Linked DNA regions of Mus musculus: regions 1, 2, 3, 4, 6 and 7 are each linked to region 5. The links are chromatin contacts, called in public Hi-C, HiChIP or PLAC-seq and promoter capture Hi-C maps. All regions are on one chromosome and are shown on one strand. Each heading gives the region's core, a stretch centred on a gene start, on an enhancer-like site or on the middle of the called end of the contact. The rest is flanking DNA. Distances are from core to core; before and after follow the strand shown.

What was found. Promoter capture Hi-C pulls out the DNA fragments that hold promoters and counts their contacts. Hi-C and Micro-C count contacts between places; a contact is called where the count stands out from the background. HiChIP or PLAC-seq counts read pairs in DNA pulled down with a chosen protein or histone mark.
Region 1: a promoter capture Hi-C map of pre-B cells shows a contact between it and region 5, with 4 times the contacts expected there. The contact joins the promoter of Got2 here to the promoter of Cfap20 in region 5. A contact is called at or near these places in 7 of 39 promoter capture datasets (the C10 cell line, cranial neural crest, frontonasal cranial neural crest and 4 more), 5 of 484 Hi-C or Micro-C datasets (the C2C12 cell line, CD4 T cells, Th1 cells and 1 more) and 5 of 115 datasets of contacts at active chromatin or transcription factors (the SCID.adh cell line, bone marrow-derived macrophages, large pre-B cells and 2 more).
Region 2: a contact with region 5 is called in a promoter capture Hi-C map of hematopoietic stem and progenitor cells. The contact joins the promoter of Sap18b here to the promoter of Cfap20 in region 5. A contact is called at or near these places in 10 of 39 promoter capture datasets (the C10 cell line, the HPC-7 cell line, cranial neural crest and 7 more), 5 of 484 Hi-C or Micro-C datasets (CD4 T cells, the N1E-115 cell line and embryonic stem cells) and 3 of 115 datasets of contacts at active chromatin or transcription factors (bone marrow-derived macrophages and embryonic stem cells).
Region 3: a contact with region 5 is called in a Hi-C map of the N1E-115 cell line, with 7 times the contacts expected there. The contact joins the enhancer-like site here to the promoter of Cfap20 in region 5. A contact is called at or near these places in 6 of 39 promoter capture datasets (the C10 cell line, cranial neural crest, embryonic stem cells and 3 more), 2 of 484 Hi-C or Micro-C datasets (the N1E-115 cell line and embryonic stem cells) and 2 of 115 datasets of contacts at active chromatin or transcription factors (bone marrow-derived macrophages and extraembryonic endoderm stem cells).
Region 4: a contact with region 5 is called in a promoter capture Hi-C map of pre-B cells, with 2.8 times the contacts expected there. The contact joins the promoter of Adgrg1 here to the promoter of Cfap20 in region 5. A contact is called at or near these places in 3 of 39 promoter capture datasets (hippocampal neurons, liver and pre-B cells) and 1 of 115 datasets of contacts at active chromatin or transcription factors (pancreatic cancer cells).
Region 6: a contact with region 5 is called in a Hi-C map of the Ba/F3 cell line, with 2.8 times the contacts expected there. The contact joins the enhancer-like site here to the promoter of Cfap20 in region 5. A contact is called at or near these places in 1 of 39 promoter capture datasets (pre-B cells), 2 of 484 Hi-C or Micro-C datasets (the Ba/F3 cell line and LSK cells) and 1 of 115 datasets of contacts at active chromatin or transcription factors (pancreatic cancer cells).
Region 7: a contact with region 5 is called in an H3K4me3 HiChIP or PLAC-seq map of bone marrow-derived macrophages, with 5 times the contacts expected there. The contact joins the promoter of Slc38a7 here to the promoter of Cfap20 in region 5. A contact is called at or near these places in 3 of 39 promoter capture datasets (hippocampal neurons, liver and pre-B cells), 2 of 484 Hi-C or Micro-C datasets (CD4 T cells and embryonic stem cells), 1 of 115 datasets of contacts at active chromatin or transcription factors (bone marrow-derived macrophages) and 2 of 9 other capture datasets (adipose tissue and liver).

The regions. Positions count from the first base shown.
Region 1 is chr8:95,886,831-95,890,758 of GRCm38.p6, reverse strand. Got2 (glutamatic-oxaloacetic transaminase 2, mitochondrial) reads left to right here and starts at 2,358. Exons shown (of 10, transcript NM_010325.3): 1 at 2,358-2,542. The coding sequence starts at 2,454.
Region 2 is chr8:95,823,334-95,827,160 of GRCm38.p6, reverse strand. It overlaps Sap18b (Sin3-associated polypeptide 18B), which reads right to left and starts at 1,805. Exons shown (of 1, transcript NM_001142441.1): 1 at 1,005-1,805. The coding sequence starts at 1,797. The coding sequence ends at 1,279.
Region 3 is chr8:95,913,624-95,917,869 of GRCm38.p6, reverse strand. No RefSeq gene overlaps it. Among named protein-coding and RNA genes, the nearest start is that of Gm51586, 14 kb to the right of the region's middle. Within about 2 kb of position 1,544, at least 100 of the 459 cell types and tissues checked have an H3K27ac peak or open chromatin away from gene starts, as enhancers often do. A contact at or near this core is called in the N1E-115 cell line, where this site is marked.
Region 4 is chr8:94,975,389-94,979,154 of GRCm38.p6, reverse strand. Adgrg1 (adhesion G protein-coupled receptor G1) reads right to left here and starts at 2,046. Exons shown (of 14, transcript NM_001198894.1): 1 at 1,738-2,046. Gm30968 (a long non-coding RNA gene) reads left to right here and starts at 2,427. Exons shown (of 4, transcript XR_879113.3): 1 at 2,427-2,582.
Region 5 is chr8:95,433,139-95,437,189 of GRCm38.p6, reverse strand. Cfap20 (cilia and flagella associated protein 20) reads left to right here and starts at 2,321. Exons shown (of 6, transcript NM_008187.2): 1 at 2,321-2,702. The coding sequence starts at 2,619.
Region 6 is chr8:94,953,152-94,957,358 of GRCm38.p6, reverse strand. No RefSeq gene overlaps it. Among named protein-coding and RNA genes, the nearest start is that of Gm30968, 21 kb to the left of the region's middle. Within about 2 kb of position 2,853, at least 104 of the 459 cell types and tissues checked have an H3K27ac peak or open chromatin away from gene starts, as enhancers often do. A contact at or near this core is called in the Ba/F3 cell line, LSK cells, pancreatic cancer cells and 1 more, where this site is marked.
Region 7 is chr8:95,851,859-95,855,751 of GRCm38.p6, reverse strand. It overlaps Slc38a7 (solute carrier family 38, member 7), which reads left to right and starts at 2,261. Exons shown (of 12, transcript NM_172758.4): 1 at 2,261-2,280; 2 at 2,845-2,950.

The DNA of each region.
Region 1 (3,928 bases), core at 1,109-3,608, 450 kb before region 5:
CTCACTGTATTTCTTAGTATGCAGCCTTTACTTATGAGTGGGCACATTCTATTCTCGATTCTAACTTTATTACATCTTTCTAACAAAACAACTAAAACCATCTTACAACTTTCTTCCTAAAATTACTTTAATCAAGTCAGGAATTCTGTGAAATCACTAATACATCTAAGCAGCATTAACTCATGAAAGCTCATCTTTATGTTGATCTGCAAGAAATCTGCTCAATAGGGTGGAGTAACACCCAGGAATCCTTAGGCTATGCAATAAGTGACAGGAAAGGCAAATCAGCTGCAAGAAACAATCCTGGGCCTGGCTTACAGGTTCTGAGGTTCAGTCCATTATCATGGTGGGAGCATAGCAGCATCCAGGTAGACACGGTGCTGGAGGAGCTGAGAGTTCTACATCCTGTTCTGAAGGCAGAGGAAGAGACTGTTCTACAGGCAGCTAGGAGGAGGGTCTCAAAGCCCACCCCACAGTGACACACTTCCTTCAACAAGGCCACATCTCCTAATAGTGCCTTTTCCTGGTCCAAGCATATTCAAACCACAACACATACAATAGTGCAGGAATCCAAAGTCATTGCCAATAGGAATCTAGCCCAAGATTTACTTGCTGGGTGGTGGTAGCACATGCCTTTAATCCCAGCATTTGGGAGGCAGAGGCAGGCAGATTTCTGAGTTTGAGGCCAGTCTGGTCTACAAAGTGAGTTCCAGGACAGCCAGGGCTCTACAGAGAAACCCTGTCTTGAAAAACCAAAAAAAAAAAGAAGAAGAAGAAGAAGAAAAAAGAATCTAGCCTAAAAGCTGGAGAGATGGCTCAGTGGTTAAGAGCACTGTCTGCTCTTCCAGAGGTCATGAGTTCAATTCCCAGCAACCACATGGTGGCTCACAACCATCTGTAATTGGATCTGATGCCCTCTTCTGGTGTGTCAGCAACAGGATGCTCATACAACATTAAATAAATATCTATTTTTTTTTAATCTAGCCCAAGGTCAGGGAGACACATGTGCCAGAAGACAGTAAGTTAGGGTAGACCAGAATGTGATTCCATGTAGGGATCTGGACTTCATGCAACAGCCCTGGAAGAAATGAAGATATCCTAAAGAGGCACTGTGTCTATCAATTTGACTACTGAAACAATGGAACCCAAAGAAATGGCAATATCTCTAGGAATCTCATACTGAAATAAGAAAAGGCCCCAGCCAGAGAGGCAACCTTTCTCCCAGAGAGTCTATACAGTTCTAGCAACTTATCAGATCCATCACCTTATAGGATGGGTTAATGGCAGGCAGGAACACAAGCTGACTGGGAATCTGTTTACGTTGGAATCTCTCATTTGAACCCCGAAGGAAAACTGGATCTTTCTGTCCAACTTCCTAGTGTGGCCACATTGAGTAAAAAAAAAAAAAAAAAATTTCGAGACAGGGTTTCTCTGTGTAGACCAGGCTGGCCTCGAACTCTGAAATCCACCTACCTCTGCCTCCCAAGTGCTGGGATTAAAGGCATGCACCACCACCACCCAGCAAGTAAATCTTTTTCTGCTTTTCACTATTTTACTTTGTTTGAGGACCAGTGACCTGGGCCTGGTTTGCAGCACATGCTGTGGCCCCCAGATTTGATAACAATCACACAGACAACTGAAGTGGCCGGAGAAATTAGACTGGCAATCTATACAGATTTCTGCAAGGCATCCCTGGGAAATAATGGCCCATGTTCAGAGTGAATTCGGTCAACTTGTGGACTTGTCTCAAATTCATTCTCCCAGCCTTTAAAAGCTTATTCATTTCTTCCAAACATAATTATGAAGACTTGATGTGCAAAAGTTTGTCGTTGGTCCTGGGTAATTTTGTATTGACTAATCAGGCTTTTTTTTTTTTTTTTTTTTTTTTTTTTTTTTTTTTTTTAGGGCATAATCTGCTAATCTCACAAGTTAATACTCACAACTGCCCCACAAAATATGCCTGTTGTCCTCTAACAGGGACATGAAAGCATTCTGAACCTTGAGAGACTTGCACTTGGGGAAACTAGTGGGTTGAAAGGAAAACCACACTGGAGCATTAGGAAAAAAAAAAAATACTTCCTCGGGTCAGTTTACATTTTTTTCCTTCTTTCAAACTGGCACGCTAGGCAGCTGCCTCTAGCGTAGCGGATGATTAACTGGAAGCAGAGCGCTGAGCACTGTGGACTGCGCATCCTCACATACAAGCTTCACAGGATTTATAGGCAGCGATTAGCAGTGCCCTTGCGAGTTTCCATGACCTCCGTGGAGGCGTCGTCGTTCTACCCCCGACCGCAAGGGGCCGCTGCGACATGATTCGCTCCAGGCGCAGGGCCGCTCTAGCCACGCCCAGGGAAGTCACTGTCCTCACCTTTTAGGAGCCCGCGCCTCGGTTCCAGCGGACGCTTCCCCAGATCTCGGCTCTACCACCATCCACTGCCGTCTTACCGCCCACCATGGCCCTCCTGCACTCCAGCCGCATCCTCTCCGGGATGGCTGCTGCCTTTCACCCAGGCCTAGCTGCTGCAGCCTCTGCCAGAGCCAGGTGAGCCGAGGGATACAGAGATGCAGCGGCACCGCGGGCCTGCCCCTGCCCAGCCGAACTGTGGACCCTGTGAAACCTGCACCCCACCCCGCGATCGGACACACGTGCGCACCTCGTGTGTCCCCAAGGGTTGACTGTCCCGAGTCTTAGAGTCCAGTGTCTGCGCCCCGGGGTGACCCCAGGACCCCTCATCCCTCCCCTGTATCTCCGGACAGAGGGCCAGCGTAGCCCCCGAGGTGGGAATTGTGGTTCTCGACTGCACCCAGAATCCCATTCTAGCGGGTGATGGGGGGTCCCAGATGTGGACTCAGCACAGTGGGGTGCGGGGCAAGGGGTGAGCACGTGGGCGGTGGCGCTGGGCCATCCTCTAGCCGATTGGCTATGGTGCCGGAGCTGCCTGTCGCTGATTGGCTGTGGTGCAGGGGGGCGCGCATGTCCTTGACCAGCTGCCCTGCGGGACAACAGGTCCAGCTGTCGGGGTCCAGAGGGTTAAATCTGCCAGTGCTGTGTAGAAGCAGCGTGCGTGACGGGGGGAAATGTGACCACATGCAAGGAGGTTCTGGGGGCGTCCAGATCCGGTGTGCATCCATGACCTTGGCGTAGTGCATCCTTCAGTGTCACCACAGTAGTGCCTGATGATCCCCTATCCCCTGACAGACCAGCCTGGCCTTTGGATGGAAAAGGGTTGAAGTGTAATGTACTTTCTTTGTTTTAAACCCTTGGGAGATTCTGTTGACTGGAAGCCATCAATCTTTCCCTGCATTTCAGTCGGCTCTTTGCTCCTTAAAATATTTCGTAACCCAGTTTCTCCGAGCCAGGCACTGGACCAGTTGCTGGTGATGCAGCTGTGAGCAAGACAAGAGGACTGACTTCCTTTTTTAAAAAAAGACAAATGAGTCATCTTAAACTAAGGTGTACTGAAAGTGCCAGGCCTAAACGGGAACTAGTAACTCCTGATTCTTCCTTGGGCCTCAGAAGAGCAGATTTGAGACAGTCTCCTGGAGTACGGCAGACACCTCCCCGGGGCACATACTAACTGGGAGCGAAGCCTACGTAACTTTTTATGCTTGCCTTCTTCCCTTTGAATGTGTTCAAGCATCTTCAAGGTAGTAGAACAGTCTGTCCTTCCCAGAGCCCGTTTTTTTGGCTCCATGCCAATGGGTGCCCTTTTACGCCTACCCACCTGAAGGGGAGGAGAAACGGGGGAGAGTTATTTATGCTGCAATTTGGAGAACAAAAATGAGGTACTTGTATGGGTAGGAGGAAAATCAGTTTTCCCGTTATTTTAACCTTGAAATATCCCTGTTTGTAATGTATATCTATATACCCGAAATACCTGACCTTCACTTAAACTGCTTGGCCCGGTTTCCCCTTGGATGTGACTGC
Region 2 (3,827 bases), core at 556-3,055, 390 kb before region 5:
AAAAACAAAACAACAACAACAACAACAACAACTACTACTACTACTACTACTACTACTACTACTAATAATAATAATAATAATAATAAAGAGATACAAACAAAAATAACCAAACAAAAACAACAATGATTATGTAGAAATTTGGACGCTTGGCTGGAGAAATGTGGATATGTGGTAGCTGGTTCTCGTTCCCTCAAGAGCTGGATGGGCTCTGGCTCCTCTCCAGGTCACTGCAGCTCCAGCTCCAACCCAGAAGCTTCCCCAGGCCTGTGGCCTGTCCGGTTCCCGAGAGCCTCTGTCTAGAGCTCAAGACAAGAAAGGAAATAGGACTGACCAGAAGCACAGCGCAAGGCTGTGAGACAGACAGGCCTCTCATCCTCACCAGGAACTTCGGAAATCCTGGGCTCCCAACATCTTACCTTCTTTCTTGGCTTTCTTGGGGTTAATTAACAGAGGCCCAAAGATAAGCTGCTCTGACCTTTTGGGCCAAACCCTTGGGGCACCAATATTTAGCATGAGATAATCTTCCAGCTGTTCTGTTGATGGTTCATGCTAGGTTCTGGACCTCAAATAACCATAATCGAGGGACTGGTCTGTTTAATTGAATACCCAACTAATGTGATTTAATCTCCTAAACTGCCCTGAGACTGTAGGGAGCAGTTTCTTCCATTTCTACTCTCACAATAGGCTGACACCAGATGTGTGAGAATTTCATCACCCATAATGATTTCAAGCAATCCAATTCAGTTCTGACCTTACCAGCTCTAAGGTAGTAACACCCAATCCCAGAGGGTGAGGCGACATCCAGTCAGACTGGCCCTCCACTTCCAAGGCCAATCGGGAAGTTCCGTTCCACGTCATTTATCAGCGCTTCTGAATGGACCAGCAGTTAACCACAGCTCCCTTAGTTAACTAGCTACAGTATTAAGAGAACCGCAACATTTTACTTTAAGTCAGCTGCTTCCGCTATTTAAAACCTTTAAATTGATTCTTTGTGACACCTTTTCTTTTTTTTTTTTTTTTTTTTTTTGATTGAACACATGTATTTCACAATACAGCTTTATACAGAATGCTAAGAGCACTTTTCTTCATATTTTACATAAGGGCTTAAAACATATGGACTTTAATATACCAAAGTACATCCAACTCTAATTCCTAAATAAATGTGTTACAATTTGTTGAAAATTTAAAGGCTTAATGGCAAAGTCCGGGGGAAGAAAGGATTAAGTAAGTTTATTTTACAAACTGGCTGAAAAATAACTTCAAGAAAGTCAATAGACTTCAGTAGGGTCTCATCCTCCCTGACGAAGGCGGCGCCCGATTTGGAGGCGTGATGGCTATGTCCAGATAATCCCCTATTTGGAACTTCTGTGACTGCAGGGTCATGGAGTCATCAGTGCCCTTCCTGCCAGACATGGTGCTGCCAATCTCCTTAACTCGATATCCAGGTCTTTTAAGATCCATAAAAACAATTGCAAAATTGAAGTGTGTGCCCTTCTTTCTGGCTTCTGGGTAGACTTCCTTCACTAAACTAGTCAGTTCTTTCAAGGTTGCATCCATCCAGGTGTAGATCTGCAGCTCGCTCGAAGGCACGTTCCCGCGGGAGAACTCGTCCATTCGGTGGTGGCGGCCGTTGTTGGTGGTGAAGACCCGCAGCAGGAGCGGGCAGGTCTTCTCGCGGTCGATCGGCTTCTCCGGCTCCTTCTTAATTTCCTCCTGGGTAACGCGCGACTCCACCGCCATCTTCCTCCTTCGGCCCGGGAGACGCTCGCCCTGACCTCCGACCCCTGCGGCGAGCATGAGCTAGTCCTGTGACACCTTTTCAAATCATGCATGATTGCTCATCTCCCTATCCCCTCATCCTAGAAACCCCGCCCCCTCGAAATAAAACACACATACACAAACAACAACAACAAAACAAAGAACAGAAAACTTCTCATCGTGGAAGCTGTAGTGTGTCCCACAGTACATCCCTCTGGTCACACATCTTCACCTGCAGCTGTTCATTGCAAAGTCTGGTTCAAGATCTCTGGCTTCAGCCGGGCGTGGTGGTGCACACCTTTAATCCCAGCACTCGGGAGGCAGAGGCAGGCGGATCTCTGAGTTCGAGACCAGCCTGGTCTACAGAGTGAGTTCCAGGACAGCCAGGGCTACACAGAGAAACCCTGTCTTGAACCACCCCACCCCCCCAAAAAAAAACCTCTGGCTTCTGTGATACCATCAATCTTGGATCCTCATCAGGACTTCTCCGGGTAATCCTGTTGTTGCCCTGTGTCATAGGGAACCTGCAGCTTTGGATCAGCAGAACTGGCCCTTTCGCGTGTCCAAACCATTTTCAGATTACATAGATTCTAAGGTTAGTCAATTCAGAGCCCTGGATTTGGGCTCGAGTAGTAGCTGAGGCTGACTCTTCCTTAACTACACCACCAAGGCAAGCTCTCTAGCACTGCTCAGGAGAGACCACCCAGTACAGCCATCAGCAGGAGGCTGGGTCAGCTCTTATGCCCTCCAGTCTCATCCAAACCCACTCCCCCAGAGCCAGTTCAACTGCGCTGTCCAGTCAAGGTGTGTGCAAGTGCTACAGCCTGTGAGGGGCTGGCTCAACAGTGTCTTCACCATCAGGGCCAGCTCCACTGTGTAGCCCGGAACAGATGCAGGACCTACTCTCTCTAGTGCTACTGTCATAGAAGGGGTTGGGGCTAGCTCTCCTGCTCTCAAGCCCCAGGGCCGGCTCTCCCAGCTCCTGCAGGTGGTGGGAGGTGAAGGGTGGGGGGAGGGGGAGGTGGCCTGGCCAGCTCTCCCGCAGCAGTCACTCTCTGGGCTGGCTCACCTGTGCCTCTTCACCAAGGCCAGTTCTACTGTGTTGCCCAGACAGCTGCAAAGCCCACTCTCTCCAGAGCTTCAGCCAGCCAAGGGTAGGGCCAGCTCATCCCTTCTCATGACTCTGGGTTCAGCTCTTTGGACTGTCTCAGGTGACAAGAGGTGGCGGGGATCCCCTCCTCCCCAGACACACGCAGAAGAGTGTTGGGCAGACATGAACATTTGCATTTTAAATAAGTCTGAAGAGTATTAAACCAAGAGCAGAGACCACCTAAGCACCGGTCTTTTGTCACCACATAGGTCTTATGCCTGTGAAGTGGAATAAGCAGCCCTACTTATTTTGTCAAATTCACACAAGCTAGGGTCATGAAAGAGGAAGGCCTCCATCGAGAAAATGCTTCCATAATATTGGCCTATAGGCTGGATGTGGTAGGACATGCCTTTACTCCCAGCACTTCAGGAGACGCAGGCAGGTCTCTGTGAGTTCAAGGCCAACCTAGTCTAACATAGTGAGATACAAGACAGCCACAGCCAGGGATACATTTAAAATATATATATATATATATCCTGTAATCAAGCCTGTGGGGGCATTTTCTTGACTAGTGATTGATGTGGGAAGGCCCAGCCCACTGTGTGTGGTGCCACCGTTGGGCAGAAAGGTTTTGGATTATATTAAAAACCAAGCTGAGCAACCCATGGGAGCAAACCAATAAAAAGCACCCTCCGTGGTTTCTGCTTCAGTTCCTGCAGCCAGGTTCCTGCCCTGTGTGAGTTCCTGTCTTGGCTTCCCTCAGTGATAGACTGTGGTAGGGACAGTAAGCCAAATAAACCCCTTCTTCCCCGTGTTGTTTTTAGTCATGGTGTTTTATTACAGCAACAGAAAGCAATTAAGACAAGTTGCCAGCCACTCTGGGGTGCAGTGTCAGAGAATCACTATTTTTTGCTGTGACCCTAGGGCTGCTGAGGCCCAGGCAAGCTTTCTTGTGGTATCTTGATGCTATGGTATATCA
Region 3 (4,246 bases), core at 295-2,794, 480 kb before region 5:
CTATACAGAGAAACCCTGTCTCGAAAAACAAAAAAGACAATATCTCCATCTCATCTCCATCTCATAATCCATGGGGCATTTTCTTGATTAATAACTGATGTAGGCAGACCCAGCCCACTTTGGGTGATGTCAGCCCTGGGCAGGTGGTTCTGAGTTGCAGGGAGCAAAAAAAGATGAACAAACCACGGGGAGCAAGGCAGAAAGCATCATTCCTGCCTCTAGGCTCCTGCCCTGGTTTCCCTTGGTGATGGACTGTGACATGAAAGTGTAACCAAATAAACCCCCTCTTCGCCAAATTACTGTGGTCACGGTGTTTCTATCAAATTATATCAAATCAATAGGAAGCAAACTAGAACACCTCCACGGAGAAATAATGAATTAAATAATTAATAGTCGAAGATATAAATATGTTACTCAGGATTTAACATGGACTGGGTGGTATATAGCATATACTTGTAACCCCAGTACTCAGGGAGGGCTAAAGCACAAAGATTGTGAGTTCAAGAACAGTCTGAGCCACAAAGCTAGACAAAATTTTATATATATATATATATATATATATATATATATATATATATATATATATATATAAAACCAGAAATGGTGGAATGGTGGTGCACACCTTCAGCACTTAAAAGGCAAAGGCAGAGATCTCTGTGAGTTCAAGGCCAGTATAGCCTACTTAGTGAGTTCCCAGACAGCCATGGTTATGTAGAGAGACAAACAATAAAATAAATAGGGGCTGGTGAGATGGCTCAACAGATAAGAGCACCCGACTGTTCTTCTGAAGGTCCTGAGTTCAATTCCCAGCAACCACATGGTGGCTCACAACCATCCCTAACAAGATCTGGCGCCCTCTTCTGGAGTGTCTGAAGACAGCTACAGTGTACTTACATATAATAAATAAATAAATCTTTAAAAAAAAAAATAAAATAAAATAAAATAAATAAACAAATAAATTAATAATAACCCATAAATAAAGGTTTATACAGAATGTATGCGATATAAACTTAAGAAATTACTAAAATTAAATACACAAAAAGGTTTGGAAGTCAATCTTATCTATTTTAATACGAGTCTTACTGAGCTGTGATTCAAATACACAGTTTTCTCACATAAAGTTCACAGTTCAACTGATTCAAGATTGCGGCGGCCGCAGGGACCCAGCGTCTGTGGGACCAATCTGAGGCGCCTGGGACACACACAGAGACTTTGCGAGCTGCAGTGCTGGGGGATGAGTGTGCAGAGCTGGAAGAATCTCTGGCACAACTTAAAACTTAGGTCTTCTATTAGGTCTTCTAAAACTTTTAGGGAAGATGCTTATTAAAAATGGTTTCACGGAATTGGGGGCGTTGGGATAGATGGAGGAGAGAAGCTGAACTAGCGGTGACAGGTTTGGAAGCATGGCCTCGGCAGGCAAAGGAGCATGTCTTGTGAGTAGGACTGTTCCTCGGGCTGCCAGAAGGCTCAGGCTACCAATGGGCCCGCCTTGCTCAGTTGCCACCTGGCAGACTCCGCCTACCACACTGAGCCATCTCTGCTGCAGCCGCTTGCGCTGTTTGCCATGCTAGGGGTGGGAGGTGCTGTCCTGTGAACTGTGATACGGCTGTGCCCGGAGCACTGGCAGGGCAGCAGTTGCTGAAAGGAGGGTGGCAGACAGCAGCCTGGAGCTACAGCAGGAACTACCTCTAAACCATGCTGTCAATCTGACTCTGAGCAACAAGCTATCCAAGATGAAGAGCTGTCTATTTGCTGGATTAAGCCTCCTCCGAAGACTTCCGTGGCCCGCGCTGCCATTGGAGGCCGTTTTGCTGTTCATGATCCGAGCAGCCACCAGCTATTTTAGACAAGGAAACGTATTCCCTGCAGGAGTATCAGTGACTGCAGACTTATAATTGGGAATGAGAGACATCGAAGGCTTCTGTGACAATCTCTCACACCCCACCCCACCCCCAAAAAGAAACAGTCCAGACAGGAAGCTAGAAAAAGAAGTCCTTAAAAATTGTGATAAAGGGGTCTGGGGAGATGGCTCAGTGGTTAAGAACACTGACTGTTCTTCCAAAGGTCCTAAGTTTAATTCCCAGCAACCACATAATGGCTCACAACCATCTGTAAAGGGATCTGATGCCCTCTTCTGGTGTGTCTGAAGACAGCTACAGTGTACTCACATACATAAAATAAATCTTTAGAAAAAAAAATTGTGATAAAGATGCTCCTCAGAGTTGATGGCTTCTGACAAGGGTGGGGGCTGGGGGGAGGATTCATTTTCTTTAAGGGCTGACCACTGGGAGTTTGGCCATACTCCAATAAGTTTATGGGCAACACAAATTGGACTTTGTGTATTTGGGCTGGGGGAGGAGGATGGGAGGGGGTGGACACAAGGTTGGGTGGACCTGGGAGGAATGGGAAGTGAGTGTGATCAGGGTGCATTGTAAGAAATTCCAAAATAATTAATAAAAACACCATGTTAGTAAAAAATAAATAAAGTTCACAGTTCAATCTGGAGATAGCTCTGTGGTAGTGCACTTTGATGGTAATGCACTTTGATGGTAATGCACTTAGGTTCACTCTCCGGTACCACAAATGATATTAGCGAGAATAATAATCATGGACAATTTAAATGTTTTAGCTTATTCACAAATTTATGCAACTATCACCACTAGCAATTTAAGACATACAGTGTTGGAAGCTAACCTGGGCTACAGGACCTCGCAGACACCACAGCCTATGGAAAACTCAGTAGTCCTATGGGGCGCGATCTGAAACATGACCACCAGATGGCAGCCTCTGCCTACAGATGCTACAAACCAAGCATGTAGCAAGTTTAAGGAAAGATAGAAGAATCCCTAAGTCCATCCCATAATCAGCCTCCAAACGGTGACACCATTGCACACGCTAGCAAGATTCTGCTGAAAGGACCCAGATATAGCTGTCTCCTGTGAGGCTATGCTGGGGCCTAGCAAACACAGAAGTGGATGCTCACAGTCAGCTATTGGATGGATCACAGGGCCCCCAATGGAGGAGCTAGAGAAAATACCCAAGGAGCTAAAGGGGTCTGCAACCCTATAGGTGGAACAACAATATGAACTAACCAGTACCCCCTGGAGCTCGTGTCTCTAGCTGCATATGTATCAGAAGATGGCCTAGTCGGTCATCACTGGAAAGAGAGGCCCATTGGACATGCAAATTTTATCTGCCTCAGTACAGGGGAACGCCAGGGCCAAGAAGTGGGAGTGGGTGGGTAGGGGAATGGGGGGGTATGGGGGACTTTTGGGATAGCATTGGAAATGTAAATGAAGAAAATACCTAATAAAAAATAAAATTTAAAAAAAAAAGAATCCCTAAGACCAACCTCCTGCGGATAGGAGTGGCATTTGGCGCTGAGAGTGGCTCCTAATGGAGCTAGCCCTCTTCACCTACTAAAACTGTACTCATTCCTATCCCCATTCACTTAGAAATCCTGTTAATCGTAATACTTCTTTAAGATTTATTTTTAATTATGTGGGTATGAGTGCAAGATGTCTATGGAGGCCAGAGAAAGGCATCAGGTTCCCTAGGGCTGGGGTTATAGAAGATTGCGACCAGACTAACGTGGATACTGAGAGCAGAATTCCTGTCCTCTTCAAGAGCAGCAAGCAGCAAGCTTCTCCAGCCCCTATAATACACAGGTATACAAGTATGGCTCTCCCTGTTTTGGTGCTGAGAATCCAACCCTGAGTTTTGTGCATTCTTAGCAGCTGCTCCAACGCTGAGCTACAACCTCAGTTCCGAGAGTCACTATCTCAAGCACATACACACACCACACCCAGGCCGCCCTCACTGAGAAAGGGCTAAGCACTGCCAAGTGCCAAGGCTCACACTGGCTCTGCCTCTGCATCCTTTCTCATAATCTAAACACAGGAGTAACCGGATGTGATGGCACACACCTGTAGTCCCACCCACACTGGGAGACTGAGGCAGGAAGTTCACAAGTTCAAAACCAGCCTGCACAGTGAGACCCTGCCTCAGAATAAAATGTGTGATTGGGCATAGAATTGTAGCAGAGCCTAGCCAACCACGTGTGAGGCCTCGGTTCAACCCCAGGCATCACAGAAAGGGAAAGCCATGGGGGAGGGGTGGGGGGTACTGTACATTAAGCAACACTTTCCTGTGTCAATCAGAGTGCCAAGGGGCAGGGTAGAACCCATGTGCCCTGTCTTAGTCAGGGTTTGTATTCCTGCACAAACATCATGACCAAGAAGCAAGT
Region 4 (3,766 bases), core at 797-3,296, 460 kb after region 5:
TCTGAGGTGACTAGCATTCCCCAAAAAGGCCATGTCAGCTGCTGCCAACTGTTTCACACTTGTGCCCGGTCTATGCCGCCCCTCCCCGGGTCCTGTCCTGAGGTTTGAGTGGAAGCTGCTCAGATACCAGAACTGGTCCAACTGTCTCTGATCAAGCAGAGAAGCATTATCTCCTCGGTACCAAGGCAGGCAAGGGAAGCCCAGAGAGGTTTAGGGACTACCCCACAAGACAGTACAGCCCCGTACGAAGAATGGGTAGGTCATTCCATCTTACGAAGAACACTATGCCAGGTCACTCACTGCCAGTCTCCAGGACCGGAATCTTGGTTGTGCCCTCATGTGCAACCACATCCCCTTCTCAATACATACACAGCACAGATGCGTTTGTGAGATGTTGGCTGGGGAGACTCACTTGGGAATTCACAGACACTCGTTTCCTCACCCAAAATCCCCCTAGACTGCCACCACCTCCTCCCCTTTTTCCCTCCCCCTTTTTCTTTCAATACAGCATCTCTCCACGTAGCCCAGGCTGGCCTGGAACTCAAAACCGATCTGCCTCATCCATCCTAGTGTGGCGATTACACCCCGCCCATCCCCAGCACTTCTCTTTTGATACAATAAAGAGCTGGAATCCTAAGTACTTTGTAGAAATCCCACAGAGCATGGGGCCCCCTAGCCCCGGAAGACCTTGCCCCCCCCCAACACCTCCTGCCTTCTGCATGCCCCTCTGCCCAGCTGCCAGGGAACCCCCCGGGGTCTCCCACTAAGTGCTGGGGTGCAGGTGGCGCAGGCGGCATAATGGAGTGATAACAGATGCTCATTAGCAGGGGCCCACCATGCAGCCCACACGCCTCAGGGAGTCAGACTGGCAGAGGCAAACAGCGGCGCCAGCCGCCCACCTTTGTCTGGTTGAGTGGGGGCTGTGAGCTAGGGCTGGGGGCTGGGCACTGGGGCTTTAGAAGCCATATATGATTTGACATCTGGGGGCCCGTCTATCTCCATCATGGTACAGCTAGGGACATGGGTCCAGCTGGAAGGAATGCCAGGGTCCCACCAGAGGCCATGGCAAGCCTGAACTTTTACCTATCTGGGTGCATCTTTGGGGTTACCATGTGGGGGAAGCAACTGGTAGGAGGTGTGCACTCTTGGGACCCCCTCTAGTGACTCTTGCAGACGGGGTGACAGACCTGGGCTGACAGGCATGGGGACCTGTGGCTGGCAGCAACAGAGAGACATATACATGAGCTCTATCTACCCTTTTGCTGGCTTACCAGGAAAGGCTGCCTGCCTCTTCCTCCTCAAAAGTCAAACAACCAAAGTGAGCTGCTGCTAAACCGGTCCCCCCACCCCCCGCCCTCCCCGCCCCCGTGGATCTCAGGAGGAAACTGCTTGGGAAGCACTAGGGACAAAGGGAAAAATGGGGTTCATGCCGCCAGTCCTCAACCACACGCCAGGGTCCAAGCTTCACTCTGGCCCTCGTGGCAGTGGTGCCCTTCTGAGCAAAGAGGGACACAGCTGGCCAACGTGTTCCAGTGCCCCCTCGTGAGCACGCCCAGCCCCACACTCTGAGCGGCAAGGAGTATCCTAGGACCAGCTAGAACCTCAAACTCAGTCGTTCCCTGGGAGATACGATCCAGCACACACTCGAGAACTCCCAAGCACTGCGCTAAACCTTAGACTAAGGTCAAGCGGGCCAGGCCAGGCGAAGTGCATGCCGTACCCGCTGCCCTCTCTTACCTCCGTCTCGCACTGTGAACAGCAGCGTCTTGCCTCCAAGCCTAGGCAGGCACTTCTGTTAACAGCCTTTGCTGCTAATGTCTCCTCCTCCTCCCAGGTGCCCAGCACCTAGTCTGAGCCTGTCTAGGCAGCTGTGAACTCAATCCAGGTGAGGCTCCGCCTACCCGGCTAGCTTCCGGTGCCAAGTGCCCTCTAAAACTCCTAGGTTTCCTAGCGAGGCTTGACAGAGTCTTCAGACTCCATGGACTTTGGGGATTTCTTCCCTAGACAGTAAAAGCTGCCCCGTGGGAGGCCGGGATCACGCTGTCTCTGGGCTTCAGAGACCCTTTTCAGGCTGTGGGAGGCAGGCCGCCACGCCCACACACACCTGCAAACTGCCAGCCCTTTGTGGCTTCTCCAGCCTCTTCAGACCATATCCTGTCTGCAGCGCCATTCACACCAGCCACAGGCTGGATACAGGAGGGCTCCGGGGCTGTGGGTGGGGCTCTCACAATATGTCCTGCTGGACTCAGGTGGGATCAGAGCAGGCAGAAGGTGAGGGGGCAGGAACTGGAGCTTTTTGCTAGGGATGGGAGGTGGCAGCTGCCCCAGGTATCTTGGAAGGGGGCCAAGGGGAGAAGTCCAGGCGAGCTCCACCAATGGAGAGAGGCCTCGTGCAGGCACTTCCTTCAGACCCTGCCACCCACCTCTCTTTCAATGCTCTTGCAATCAGGCACTAGTATGGGGGCGGGGTATGTGTGTGAGTCCTGATGCACACACCTAGCTCCCAACATAGAGACCTGCTGGCTGAGCCATACTTCCCTGAGGACGCCAATCCAAGCAGAAGCTGATCCTCTGAGCAAGGGGTATGAAACACTGTTGTGGGCCAGGCCCATGGGGTTGTCAGTCCCCTAGGATCTACCTCGCTTCCCTCCCCACCGGGCCCTCCCGCCATGTTTTTCCGCCACTGTGTTTCTTGCCCCTCAGGTCAATCCCCATGCTTGTCTTGTCTGCTTTTCCCCAGCAGTTACCAGAGCAGGGCCAGAATAGGGTCTGGTCTAGAGGGAAGATGTATGGCTAGTGAGTGGATAAGAAAAGATGGATGGATAGATAGATAGGTGGATGGACAGATGGACCAGCGGATGGATTCCGTCACATGTTTGTGGAAAGCCTGCTGTGATCCAGGCACTGTGCAGGGCATAGGAGCGACAGCTACAAGCCATATACTAAAATCCCTGCCCGCTCAAAGCTGCAGGGATACAGATCATAAATTTAATGAGCAATAAATATGAAATCTATCCAGAGCTATAGTAAGAATAATGGGGAGAAAATATGGTGAGGGGAGTTGATAAAGGAGCAGGGCTGGATTCACGGTGAGAAATGATGCTTGAGTGTAGACAGCATCCAAGGAGGCAGCCTACGGGGTACCAAGAGCAGAGCATTCTAGTGGATGGAAGAGTCTGTGCAAAGGCCCTGGGGTCGGTGATCCTGACTTTAGGGATGAGGAGGAGGAGGGTGCTCACTGCTGTGCAACTGAATGAAGGAACCAAAGACAGAGACGAGGCCACAGAGTTGAGAAGGATATCAAAAGGGAGCACCAGTCCCCTGAGATGACATAAGCACCTGTCTGCATAGGCCCCACTGGGACTCTCAATCCCGCCATAACCCCTTCCACGTGGGAACTTCTGGCTACAGGGTGGGCATGCAAACTTGCTCTGCCCAGCACAAACTGGATCTCTAGAACTGAGCAGATGGGGGTGGGGAGGAGCCAAGGAAGATGAATGTCAAAAAAAGGACCCAGAGAAAAAGCTTGACTACAGATCCCCATGGCCCCAGAGGCACTGTCTGCCCTGATAAGGACACAGGGGAGTGCCAGTGATTTCTTGTATCCCTAACTTGTGACACCCACACTTCACATCCTCTTCTATGTCCTCAGGGGCCTCGTCATGTGATATAGCTACCATTCTGTCACCTAATAGCAAGGACTGGTGCTAGAATCCCAGTCTTGAGCCCACTTTCACTGGGTTTCCTTGGAAAGGTTGCTTAACCT
Region 5 (4,051 bases), core at 1,072-3,571:
ATCAGAAAATGAAAAATAAGCCAAACCAACATGTATATAGTTCAGACTTGTAAATTTAAGAAAACAGACTAACAGGAATTGTGACTATAAGCATTGTCTATGGGAATGTAAATGGCTACATGATTTGTAAGAGCTGTTTGGTCAAATTGAACATGTGTGTTTATTGAGATCTAGTTACTCTAGAGCAGACATGCAAGCCAAAGAAATTCTCATCTGGTTTTTTTTAAGTGGAATATGCATAAAGATGGCCATTCCTGGAGAAGGGGAGAGATAAATGTAGATGCCTACCTGGGAGGACAGTGACGGATTCCACACCCACTGGCCCAAAGGATGGATCTTAACAACCACAGCAAGGGATGCTGTGCTCAGTTCTTGTCTGTTTTAGGACAAAGACAGCTTCCGTGGCTACCTGCACACATTAATATGTGGTGGGATGCGGGCCGAGAAGGAGGGCAATGCAGGGAGGTGTGGAGACAATAGAGAGGCATACAATTATTTCCAAATGGTGATATTATAAATGTTACTTTTTATAGTTTCCTCAATATCTATATTACATTAATCAGAAAAAAATGAGACAGGGCTCAGAACCTTCTGAGGGGCTTAGTTATCACCTTAATTTTCTATTACTCATTCCATTTTCTATTTCCAGACTTAGTACTGCTGAATTATTTTTAGAAATAATTTACTTTCTATAAGACGCCAAGTGGTTAGTTATGTGCAGTATTGAAATCACCATCAGAACTCATATACCATCATTTCTCTTTTTTTATATTTTTTATTAGGTATTTTCCTCATTTACATTTCCAATGCTATCCCAAAAGTCCCCATACCCTCCCCCCGACTCCCCTACCCACCCACTCCCACTTTTTGGCCCTGGCGTTCTCCTGTACTGGGGCATATAAAGTTTGCAAGTCCAATGGGCCTCTCCTTCCAGTGTATACCATCATTTCTTATCTTGAATCTTTTTCCTGAGGATTTTGTTTAAGATTTCTATTTATTTATGTTTTGTTTCTGAGTTCTCTATCTGTATGTACACCTTCAGGCCAGAAGAGGGCATCAGTTCCCATTACAGATGGTTGTGAGCCACCATGGGGTTGCTGGGAATTGAACTCAGGATCTTTGGATGAGCAACCAGTGCTCTTAACAGCGGAGCCATCTCTCCAGCCCCGAGGATATTTTGAACAACTTAAAAACAATCAAGCTATAAATTATTCACTTGGCTTAGAGTACATAAAGAATTCCCAGATATCATGCAAAAATTAATTCCATATAACAAGTTTCATTTTTATATAGTAATAGATTCACATAGTTTTCACGATATCTAGAAATTCTGGCTGGAGTACTCAAAGCTTTGGTGTGAGGGTAGAGTGAGTTAATACAGGGTAAGGCATCACATATACCCGTCACATAGTAAATGTGTAAACTTTGCAACTATGATCGTTAAAATTGCTAAAGTGATCGTCTGTGCTTCAAACTCTTTTCTGTGCGCCAGAACACAGGCCTGGGTGGAACACCATTTAGGAAGACGCTCAGCGACTGGTGGAAGTCTTCCACACTTGAGATTTCCTTCTACTTGAAATACACAGCGTATGTCTTTCCTACAATATTCCAGAAATTGACACACTTTTTTTAAAAAAATCAGCTGTCGGTTCAACTCAACTATTCCACTTTTAAGATTTTATTAATTTTTGTTTATATCTTAATATTCCGGCTTTCTTCTTTTCGAATCAATGCATTTAAAGAGATACGCTTTCCCCCAGAGTATTGCTTTTACAGCAGCTCATTCACTGTAACTTGATAATTAAAGGTGATGATGTAAATTGGGCAATCAATACTGGTTCATTAGCTCACACGTTCTCCTGGGCCAACCAATATTTGTTTTTTGCGACAGGGTGTCTCTGAGTCCTGGCTGTCCTGGAGCTCGATATGTAGACCTCAAATTCAGAGATCTTTCTACCTCTGCTGGGATTTAATCCGGTACTAGGATTAAAATCTGGAGTCAACACACCCAGGGATAATATTTATCTGTCGTTGGCACAAAGCCACCTTCCTCACTCTTCCCGCCCTTCGGGGGAGGGGTCTGGCATGACTCCACCCCTCCACGCGCCTCCCGGTTCCCATGACACCACGCAGGCACTGTAAACACGTGAGGTAAACTTAAAGTCTCCTTCCGCTGTTCTAAACCAAGTCTGGGCCCCGGCGGGGAGGGGCGGGGAATAGTCCCTTGGCAACCAAGTTCCGCGCCCGAGGGGGCAGGAAGGGGCGGGCCTAAGGGCGGAAGGAACCGGAAACCGTTCTTTCTGCGGCAGGACTGGGCAATGCGCCTCCGAGGGGCGGGCCCAAGCGTGCGGAGGGATCCGTGGCGGGCCGAGGCGGCGCTCCGCCTCCTCTCCGGCAGGCTCGGCGGCGCGGGCGGCAGTTGCTGTGGTTTCGGTGCTGAGGTGGCTCGGTGCTCACCGAGGCTTACGGATCTGCGTCACGCCGCCGCTTCCCGCCGTCAGTGGCTGCAGCTCTCAGCGTCCTACCTTCGGACCGGCGGCACCCGCTCTCTTTCGCCGCTCGGTGCCGATCTCCAATCCCGGGCCTAGGGCGGCGGCTGCGGGGCCGCGGCTGGCGAGATGTTCAAGAACACGTTCCAGAGTGGCTTCCTTTCCATCCTCTACAGCATCGGCAGCAAGCCCCTGCAGATCTGGGACAAAAAGGTGAGCGGTGGGGGCGGGACGGGGGTGGGGCCGACTAGCCGCCCACGTGATGGAGTGGCTACCGAGCCTTGACGTCCCGGTCAGTAGAATGGGGGCAGAGTGCCCACAGCCTAGCTTGAAACGCATAGCACTTTGAAGAAAGACATGCATGTGTTCGCTGGTGCCAAGCACTGTTGCTGCACTCCATACGGAGGGCCTTTTCCCCGGACATCCTGAGCACCGGCCAAGCCAGACTTGTTCTGATCCCATTCATTAGCTCCATCCGTCGACAGCCAAACCTTTGGAACTTGCTGCGAGCCCTCTGTAACTTAGAGTCCGTACTATTCTTCCTGTACTGGCCTTCTCCATTGGGAAACCTGCAAAAAGGTGATTGTTAGGGGCTTCTCGAGAGCCAGTATCAAGCCTCTGTATTTTTATCCAGCCGTCCTCTAGAATGGATGGTGTTTTTGCTTGCCACATGAGATGGTGGCCTTCCCTGTTCACTTTTGGAGATATTAAGATCTAGATGAAATGCCTTGCCGTTTCTTTTCTCATGAAGATTCCTGGGGCAGTGAGCTGGACCGTTTTTTTGTTTTGTTTTGTTTTTGAATATAAAGTGGTCACTCTAATGTGGAAGCCAGGTGATTTAGGGAATATCTTTAGTTCTGCCCTCGGCTGGGGAAGATGGAGAGAGGTGATATGCCTAGTGTGGTGTTCATAGAGATGTATATAGAATGGGTGGAGTAAGTCAAGATTATTCGTAGTAGGACTAGAACAATGTCTTTCCTAATTCACAGAGAAGGGCTTTGAGACACACAGTGGTTGACAGAGTACCTGCATTGCCTTCTGTTTGTCACTGCTAGGCAGTCGTGTGTTCTGAGGACAGCTTTGAGAGAAACCTGTTGGGAGTGTCTTGTCATTTGGCTAAGACAGTTGAGAGTTCCTCAAGATCTGGCCTTTGGTATGTAAGCAGTCTGACCAACTCTTTCAGATCCATAGCTAGAGTTATGTCAAGAGTATCCCATAGGAAGCGGACCCTTAGCTCCCCCCATCCCACAATCTCCTGAGTGTTCGTTCACTTTGAAATGAAGCAGCAGGAGCTCTTAAATGAGACCTGCAGGGAGAACCCAGAGACAGTCCACCTGGCAGTGTTGGGAGGGTGCTCACCAGCCTTGGTATCTTGCCTGTTCTGCACAGCCAGAGGGCACAGAGAGAGAGCAGGCTTGTGTGCTGCTTGAACTTGGAAACTGAGCTGTCTGAAGTGTTGGTGTAAAGCAGTCAGAACAGGGCTGGAGAACATGCTGTTTTGAGATGGGAAAGAAGTGTCGGAGCGTCTATCAGAGGGTTCATTTACCCCCTGGCTTTTCTCT
Region 6 (4,207 bases), core at 1,604-4,103, 480 kb after region 5:
CTAGGAGCAGAGGTTAGGCTAGGAGGCAGAGAGCTTGCTCAGCATGGGCAAGGCCCTGGGTTTGATTCCCAGCACTAACACCAATACACATGCACATGCACACACACACATGCATACATACATGCACACACATGCACATATACACACATGCATATACATATAATACATATACATACATATATACACACATACATACACACACGCACACATAACACATATATACACGTACACACATGCCTATACACATACATACACACATGCATATACACATACACACTTACATACACAATACACACATGCATACATACATAATACATACACATATATATACACATACACACTACATACATACATAATACACATATATACACACACATGCATATATACACTACATACATACATATACATATATACACACACATACACATGCATATACACATACATACATACACACATGCATATACACACACATACATAAACATACATACATACATACATACATACATTCATACACACATACATACATACACACATGCACACATACACACATAGTGCTGGAAAACAAAACAATAAAGGACTGATAAGAAAGAAAGAAAGAAAGAAAGAAAGAAAGAAAGAAAGAAAGAAAGAAAGAAAGGAAGGAAGAGAGAGAGAAAGAAAGAAAGAAAGAAAGAAAGAAAGAAAGAAAGAAAGAAAGGAAGGAAGGAAGAAAGAAAGAAAGAAAGAAAGAAAGAAAGAAAGAAAGAAAGAAAGAAAGAAAGAGAAAAAAACCCGAGAAGATAAAATCAGCTTCATCCCTCATCAAGATATTCTGAGTACATAAAAAAACCCCAAAAGAACCCACATGCAAAGCACTGGGCAGGTTTTCTAGTGTGTGTGTGTGTGTGTGTGTGTGTGTGTGTGTGTGTGTGTTGGCTAATGTTGGTTTCAACTTGACACACCTGGGAAAAGAGGACTTCAAAAGAAGAAACTTTCTAAATAGGACTGTGGTTATAGCCAAATGGTAGCATTTCCTAGTATGCACAAAGCCCCAGTACAGTAGGGAGATGGGCATGGAGGGAGGGAGGGAGAGAGGGAAGGAGGGAGGGAGGGAGGGGAGGAGGGAGGGAGGCTTCTCAAGCAGGCAAAGCCATACTTCATGGTTTAGGAATGTAGACACAGGTGGCAAAGTTGATATAAAACCAGGGGGACTTTTCTAAAGACTGAAACAATGCTCCGCTCTGATGCAGGGGCATTGTGGAAAGAGGACAGAGTCTGCCAGGGTGGCACCTCTTTCTTCACAAGGGTGGTGCTGACATGTGGTTTGCTGATTATTTTTGTTAAACAATATATGTACCCTGCATATTCTCTCACAAGTTCCAGCACTCGGGAGACAGAGGCAGATCTCTGTGAGTTCAAGGCTAGCCCAGGCTACATAGTGAGTTCCAGGACAGTCAAGGCTACCTACTGAGATCCTGTCTTAAAACAAACAAACAAAAATAAATAAATAAATAAATAAATAAATAAATAAATAAATAAATAAATGAAAACAAATAAATAAAGGGTAATCCTTACATTTGGGAGGTGGAAGCAGGAGGATGAGTTTAAAGCCTGCTTCAGCTACACAGCAAGTTCAAGTTCAAGTTCAAGCAGTCTGTGCTGGGACAGGGGGACCATAAACAACCTTCCACTGCAGCCCAGACAGTGAGGACCCCTGATGACATCTTTTAAGAACAGTGGTCATGGGACACTAGGACTGCTTGGTGATAGCATGATATGAAAGGCAAGCCAAGGTCAGAGGCTGCCTGAGTAGAGAGCTCTCAATGCAACAGTCACTTCCACCCAAGGACATCAAGTCATGCAAAGGACTTACAAAGGACCACTAAAGGTGTGCCTTTTTAAACATCCACACAGATCCATTTTTATTTCTTATTTCTTTGGGTTTTTAAAAGACTTTTAATTTAAAATATATGTGCCTATACGTCTGTATGAGCAACGCATGTGCCACATGAACGCAGGATCCCACAGAAGCCAGAAGAGGGTGCCAGAGCACCTGGAGCGGCCCAATGTGGCTATGAGGAACTAAAACTAAGCTCCTATCTTCTGGGAGAGAAGCAAGTGCCTTTAACCACAGAGCCATTTCTCCGACCCCTAGAGAGTCCCTTTCTAAATGATTCATCACTAATCGCTAGTGCTCTCCCCCTCACTGTTTAAATATTTGCTCATACTCCAAGTTTCATTCCTACAAAAGAGGAGGAAACTGTGGGCCACTTAGGGTTCCTGCCCTTGTATTTCCCTTCTCCCTGTCCTGTCGACTGAGCCCTTCCATTCCAGCTATAAGGAGCCCTGTGACAGGAGTGGGCGTCACACCAGAGAGGTGTTGACCTTCACCCTGATAGAAACGGCTCTTCTGGGAGCAAGCAGTTTCCAGACTGAGGAAGTTCAGGCTGCTACTCTTATTCAAACCTCCTTTTGCATGTTTCGAGAGATTCGGTTGTGTGTCTGTGCTTCCCCATAGACTGCCTGGTCTTGGCTGTGCAGAAGGCACCCAGCTGAAGCATTCACAGAAGCCGTTTTTCTCCCTGTGGGCGATGTTGGGGATTTGTACTTTGCCGTTACTTTAATTGTTTTTTCTATTAATGTGTGTGTTGTAGGGATGATGTGTGTGGGCATGGGGTGGTCATAGAAGCCACCGGATGCAAGTGGAGGTCAGAGTCCGTTCTTACCTTCTGCCTTTGTGTGGTCATTTGTGGTATTATTTGGCTCTGGTCCCAGGTAGCTGGGATTCCTGTTACAGTCCCTTGCATGGCAGGTCTGTGAGGATGCTGTAACTGCCATGCAGCTTGTGTGGCCACGTGCCCCTCTGTCAGAGTCTGCGACTACAATGACTGTGGCCGAGTTCCAAGATGCCATTCCCACTTCGTCAGTCCTCACTGGACCCCACAAGGCACAGCTTGGGCTGGTGTTCTTGGTGTCCAGAGTTCAGTAGCTCCGGGATGCTTACAGGAGGGTTGTGGCACCACAGGGCTTTAGTGTGAGCCTGAGTGAGAGGGTAACGTGGATTCTGCTCCTCACCCTTTGGTTTTACGTTGGCTGTTGTGACTGCTTGTCACTGCCTCAGCATTAAAATGCCAGAAATGACCTAGTCATTGCTCTCTTCCCTGACCTGGCTCCCAAGCGCCCCCCTCCCTCCATCACTTATCACAGTGAATTCTGTTTTTGCATCTGTCTCAGCCAGCTGCACAGCCTCACAGGAGATACATCTGAGTTTATATCCATTTCCTGTCCTGTGTTTGACTGTAGCAAACCCAGAGAAGAAGTATCTGTAGTGGTGGCAACTCTGCACAACTAACCTGCTTTGTCCCAAGTCACCCACACTTCCATAGGCAGGCCTTAGCTGAGCCTCTTGCAGGGGTGTGGCTCAGCACCCTACCATGGAGATGTCAGAGTTGTGTGGTGACAAAGAGGACTTGAGGACACAATAAGTCTGGGCTGAGTTAGGTTCTGTCGGGGACAAACCTAAACCCAGCAGTCAACCACCTCACTGGCGACCTCATCAGGGACTGGGTGAAAAGGGACTTTCCACTGAGTGCTAACCCTGTGCCTGACACATCTCCTCCTTTGGGTAGAAACTCACCATGAAGTTCTCCAAGGGGAAACCGCTCTAGAGCAAGAGACAGGTACTAAGGCTTGCTCTGGGTGGAGACCGTTCTGGCTGGTCAGTGGGCTCCTGAAGTTCTCTGAAAGGGTCTTGAAGAGGATAGGATGAAGGGAGCAAATCAGCATGAATACACACACACACACACACACACACACACACACACACACATACACACACATATATATACATACATATATATGCATATATACATACATACACACAGAGATAGATAGATAGATAGATAGATAGATAGATAGATAGATAGATAGATAGATAGATAGATAGATAGATAGATGAACATATATGCATCTTAGGGTAAGGTCATTATTTGCCCTGGAGAGAAAGAACACCATACACAACACTTGTTTACCTCTCTCTCCTGGGATCCTGTTTTAATCAGGGTTTCTACTGCAGTGATGAAACACCATGACTAAAATGCAAGTTTGGAAGGAAAGGGTCCATTTACCTTCCACTTCCACATCACTGTTTACAACTGAAAGGAGCAGGACAGGAACTCAAACAGAGCAGGATGCTGGAGGCAGGAATTGATGCAGAGGCCACGGAGGG
Region 7 (3,893 bases), core at 1,012-3,511, 420 kb before region 5:
GCAGAACCCTATGGTGCTGGAAATGCTTGATCTCTTTTATGTGATGCAGCCTTACTGCTGTGATAAGCGTGTGTGTGTGTGTGTGTGTGTGTGTGTGTGTGTGTGTGTGTGAGAGAGAGAGAGAGAGAGAGAGAGAGAGACAGAGAGAGAGAGAGAGAGAGACCTCTGAGCCTAGAAGAGGGTGTTAGATCCCCTGGAGCTAGAGCTGTAGGTGCTGTGAACTCTGGGAACTGAACTCAGGTTCAGTATCGCTCATGTGAGATAAAATTTTATAGAACGAATACAACCAAATAAGATGGAAGATTTAAAGAATATCAGCAGAGGGCTGGAGAGATGGCTCGGCGGTTAAAAGCACTGACTGTGTTTCCAGAGGTCCTGAGTTCAATTCCCAGCAACCACATGATGACTCACAACCATCTGTAATGGGATCTGATGCCTTCTTCTGGTGTGTCTGAAGACAGTGTACTCATGTATATAAAATAAATAAATCTTAAATAAAAAAAAAGAATATCAGCAAGGGCTGAGAAGATGGCTCAAGGGTTTAGAGCACTAGTTGGTCTTCCACAGGGGCTGAGTTCAATTCCCAGGAACACGGCAGCTGACAGCTGTCTGTAACTCCAGTTTCAAGGAATCTGATGCATCGTCAAGACATGTGCTGCACACAGACAGAAACACACACACATTAAAATAAGTAAATTTAATAATAATGATGAATATTATTAACAGATTGTGTCAATGTCAATATTCTGGTTGTATGATGTTGTACCAAAGTTCTGTGAACTCGTGTGTTGAGGCAAACTGACACACAGATCTCTATATTATTTCTCTCTTTTTTTTTTTTTTTTTTTTTTTTTTTTTTGGTTTTTCGAGACAGGGTTTCTCTATATAGCCCTGTCTGTCCAGGAGCTCACTTTGTACACCAGGCTGGCCTTGAACTCAGAAATCCGCCTGCCTCTGCCTCCTGAGTGCTGGTATTAAAGGTGTGCGCCACCACGCCCGGCTCTATATTATTTCTTATGTCTGTACTTGGCTCTGCTAATCTCAGTAACATCGCCTCCTTTTTCATCTTGGGCCGGTGGGGTGGGGAGGTAGCATTGCTTCCTGAGCCAGGATTTTATTGTGGAACCCAAGCTAGCTTCAAGCTCACTGCTCTCCTGCCTCAGTCTGTTGAATGCTGGGTTTACAGGCATGTGTCCCATACCCAACTTTTTCAAATGAGAGGTAGACCCATTGAGAGGCTCAACGTGTAAAGGCACTTGTTACCAACCCTGAAGACCTGAACTCAATCCCCAGAAGCCACAGGATGAAAGGAGGGAAGCAACTCGTGAGAGTTGCCCTGTGGACTCCCCGTGCATACTGTGAATGCACAGACACACGTAAGTAAATGTAAAAGGAAAAACTGGTGCTGGAGAGATGGCTCAGAGGTTAAGAGAACTGTCTGCTGTTCCGGAGGTCCTGAGTTCAATTCCCAGCAACCACATGGCTCACAACCATCAGTAATGAGATCTGGTGCACTCTTCTGCCCTGTAGGATACAGGCAGAACGCTGTATACATAATAAATAAATAAATCTTTTAAAAGAGAAAAAAGAAAGAAAGAAAAGAAAAAATAATAATTAAACTAGACTGTGAATATAATTGAAAGATATCGCTCCTTCCTGGGGCTCAGATTCAAGTTCTAGAACCACAAATAAAGAGGCAGAAAAGGACTTCCTTTATAAACGGCATACAGCCCAGAAGCCAAAGCTCTAGGCAATTCACCTTCATTCAATAAGTCGAGAGCCTGAACCGCCTCAAACATTTCCGAAATCTAGCCTTGAGGTTGTAGCCAGGGATTAATGAATGCTCAAACTGACTCTTTCTCTCTCTCTCTCTCTTGTTCAAAGGTCCCTCACACTCCTCAGTCAAAGAAACTCTGGGGTCACTTGCTGTGGCAATGAATGCAGGAACAAACATAATGAGGCCAAATAGCTTTGGCCCGTGGCTCCTGAGGACAAAGATGCCAAACCTCTTAACGCTCTTTCCAGGAGGAAGGAACAGTGTTTAATTTGGCCAAGGGACCAAGTCTAAAAATAACTGGATAAACGGGTTGGCAGAAAGCTAGGCTGGCTCAGAACTATTGTTGGGTTGAGAAGCTGGTGTGGTCCGATGGTGACACTGACTTAAAAACTACAACTCCCAGAGTTTCCTGCGGCCTGTGCTAGCTGGACGGTCATGTGATTCAGGCTCACGTGTTACTTGAGTCGGCTCCGGAACAACGCCTACAAGGTATGTGAAAGGAGGTACGGGAGGTGCAAGGTGGGGTTGTAGGGTTCTTGGGTCTTCAGAGTTCCCCATCACTGCTGAGACCAGATCCCTGTAGGGCTCCACAGCCGTCTTTGCCTGTTGCTTTCTGCTGCACCAGTCCAGCCACACCTTAGCCTGACGGCTCTCCACTCAGTCCTAGGCCAGGATCGAGTTAGCTTTGGAGTTAAAAACGCAACCCACCGCTTTTTCGCCAGGCTTGGGGCTCATCCCAACCCACCCTGGTCAGGTGCTCGCTGTCCCACCTCCTAATGCAATCCAAACCTCGTGTTTCAGTGCTGGTCCCGGGCTGGTCTGGGAACCATGTGAGATCTGTTCCATCTCCGACCTAATAAATAATGTGCATCGTGCTTATAGCTCTGGCCCCGCCAACTGCTCACCGTGACTTTAATGTAACCTCTTTCCTTCGTGTACCTTTTCCCTATTTGAACTGGCACTCCACTCCTTGCTATAGGTTATTCAGAACCACTCAGTGTAATCTCCCACCCCCTGCCCTGGTAGCCAGCTGCAAAAGGTCAAACTCTTCTCTCTTCTGACTGCAGATTTTTAGATAAAGCCTTGAGAAGAACTTGAGGCCAAAAGGGGAGGTGAGGGGGCTCTGACCCCATACCTTTAGGCAGAGGAAACAGCCCTCTTCTAGATTAGCAGGTAAGTTGGGCTAAATGATTGGGGCCGAGGTAAAAGCTCTTAGAGCAGTGAGAGTGGTCCAAGGGATGGGGTTGCTCGTCCTGAGCTTTTGTGTGGTTGCAGGAGAGGCTGGGCAAATGGCCGAGGACTGGGTAGGGGTGCCAAAAGGAAACCTGCTTCCTAGAGAGACTTAGGGTCACGGGACCTTGAAGTATGTTTTTCTGCGGTGTGAGCAATGTGGAAGGGATGGCCTTAGACCTCTCTGGAGCAATGCCTGGACCAGGGGAGTCCCCAGACTGCCTTTACTACTCACCACTGAGATTTTGCTGAGTTGCTGGCTGGGAAGGGAGATTGCGTCATAAGAGGAAGAAGTCTGTGGCCAGACTGGTGTTTCTGATTCTGGCCCCAGCAGAGGGCCCCAGCACTGGGACTGTGTCCCTTAATTGCTGGATGGCAGATGTCCCAGAGCACTTGCACTTCTCTCTTCTTTCCTGGGTTGATGTTCCCAGCTTTGTCCATCATTAGAAGGCACATCTGGGAAGCATCCTCAGGGGCCTATGTACTGTTCTAGACCTCCTCCATTGCGGTGGGCTGACCTTATCAGGAGGGTTGGAGAGTGGTTGTGGCTGAATCACTGCCTTTGTGGGGAGGAAATGGGATTTTAAAACAACAACAACAAAAAAGGTTTATTTATTTTATGTATATGAATACACTTTCGCTCTCTTCAGACACAGCAGAAGAGGGCATCAGATCCCATTACAGATGGTTGTGAGCCACCATGTGTTTGCTGGGAATTGAACTCAGGACCTCTGGAAGAGCAGTCAGTGCTCTTAAACGCTGAGCTGTCTCTCCAGCCCGGGACTTATTTATTTATTTATTTATTTTTATTTTGGTTTTTCGAGACAGGGTTTCTCTGTGTGTCGTCCTGGCTGTCCTGGAATTCACTTTGTAGACCAGGCTGGCC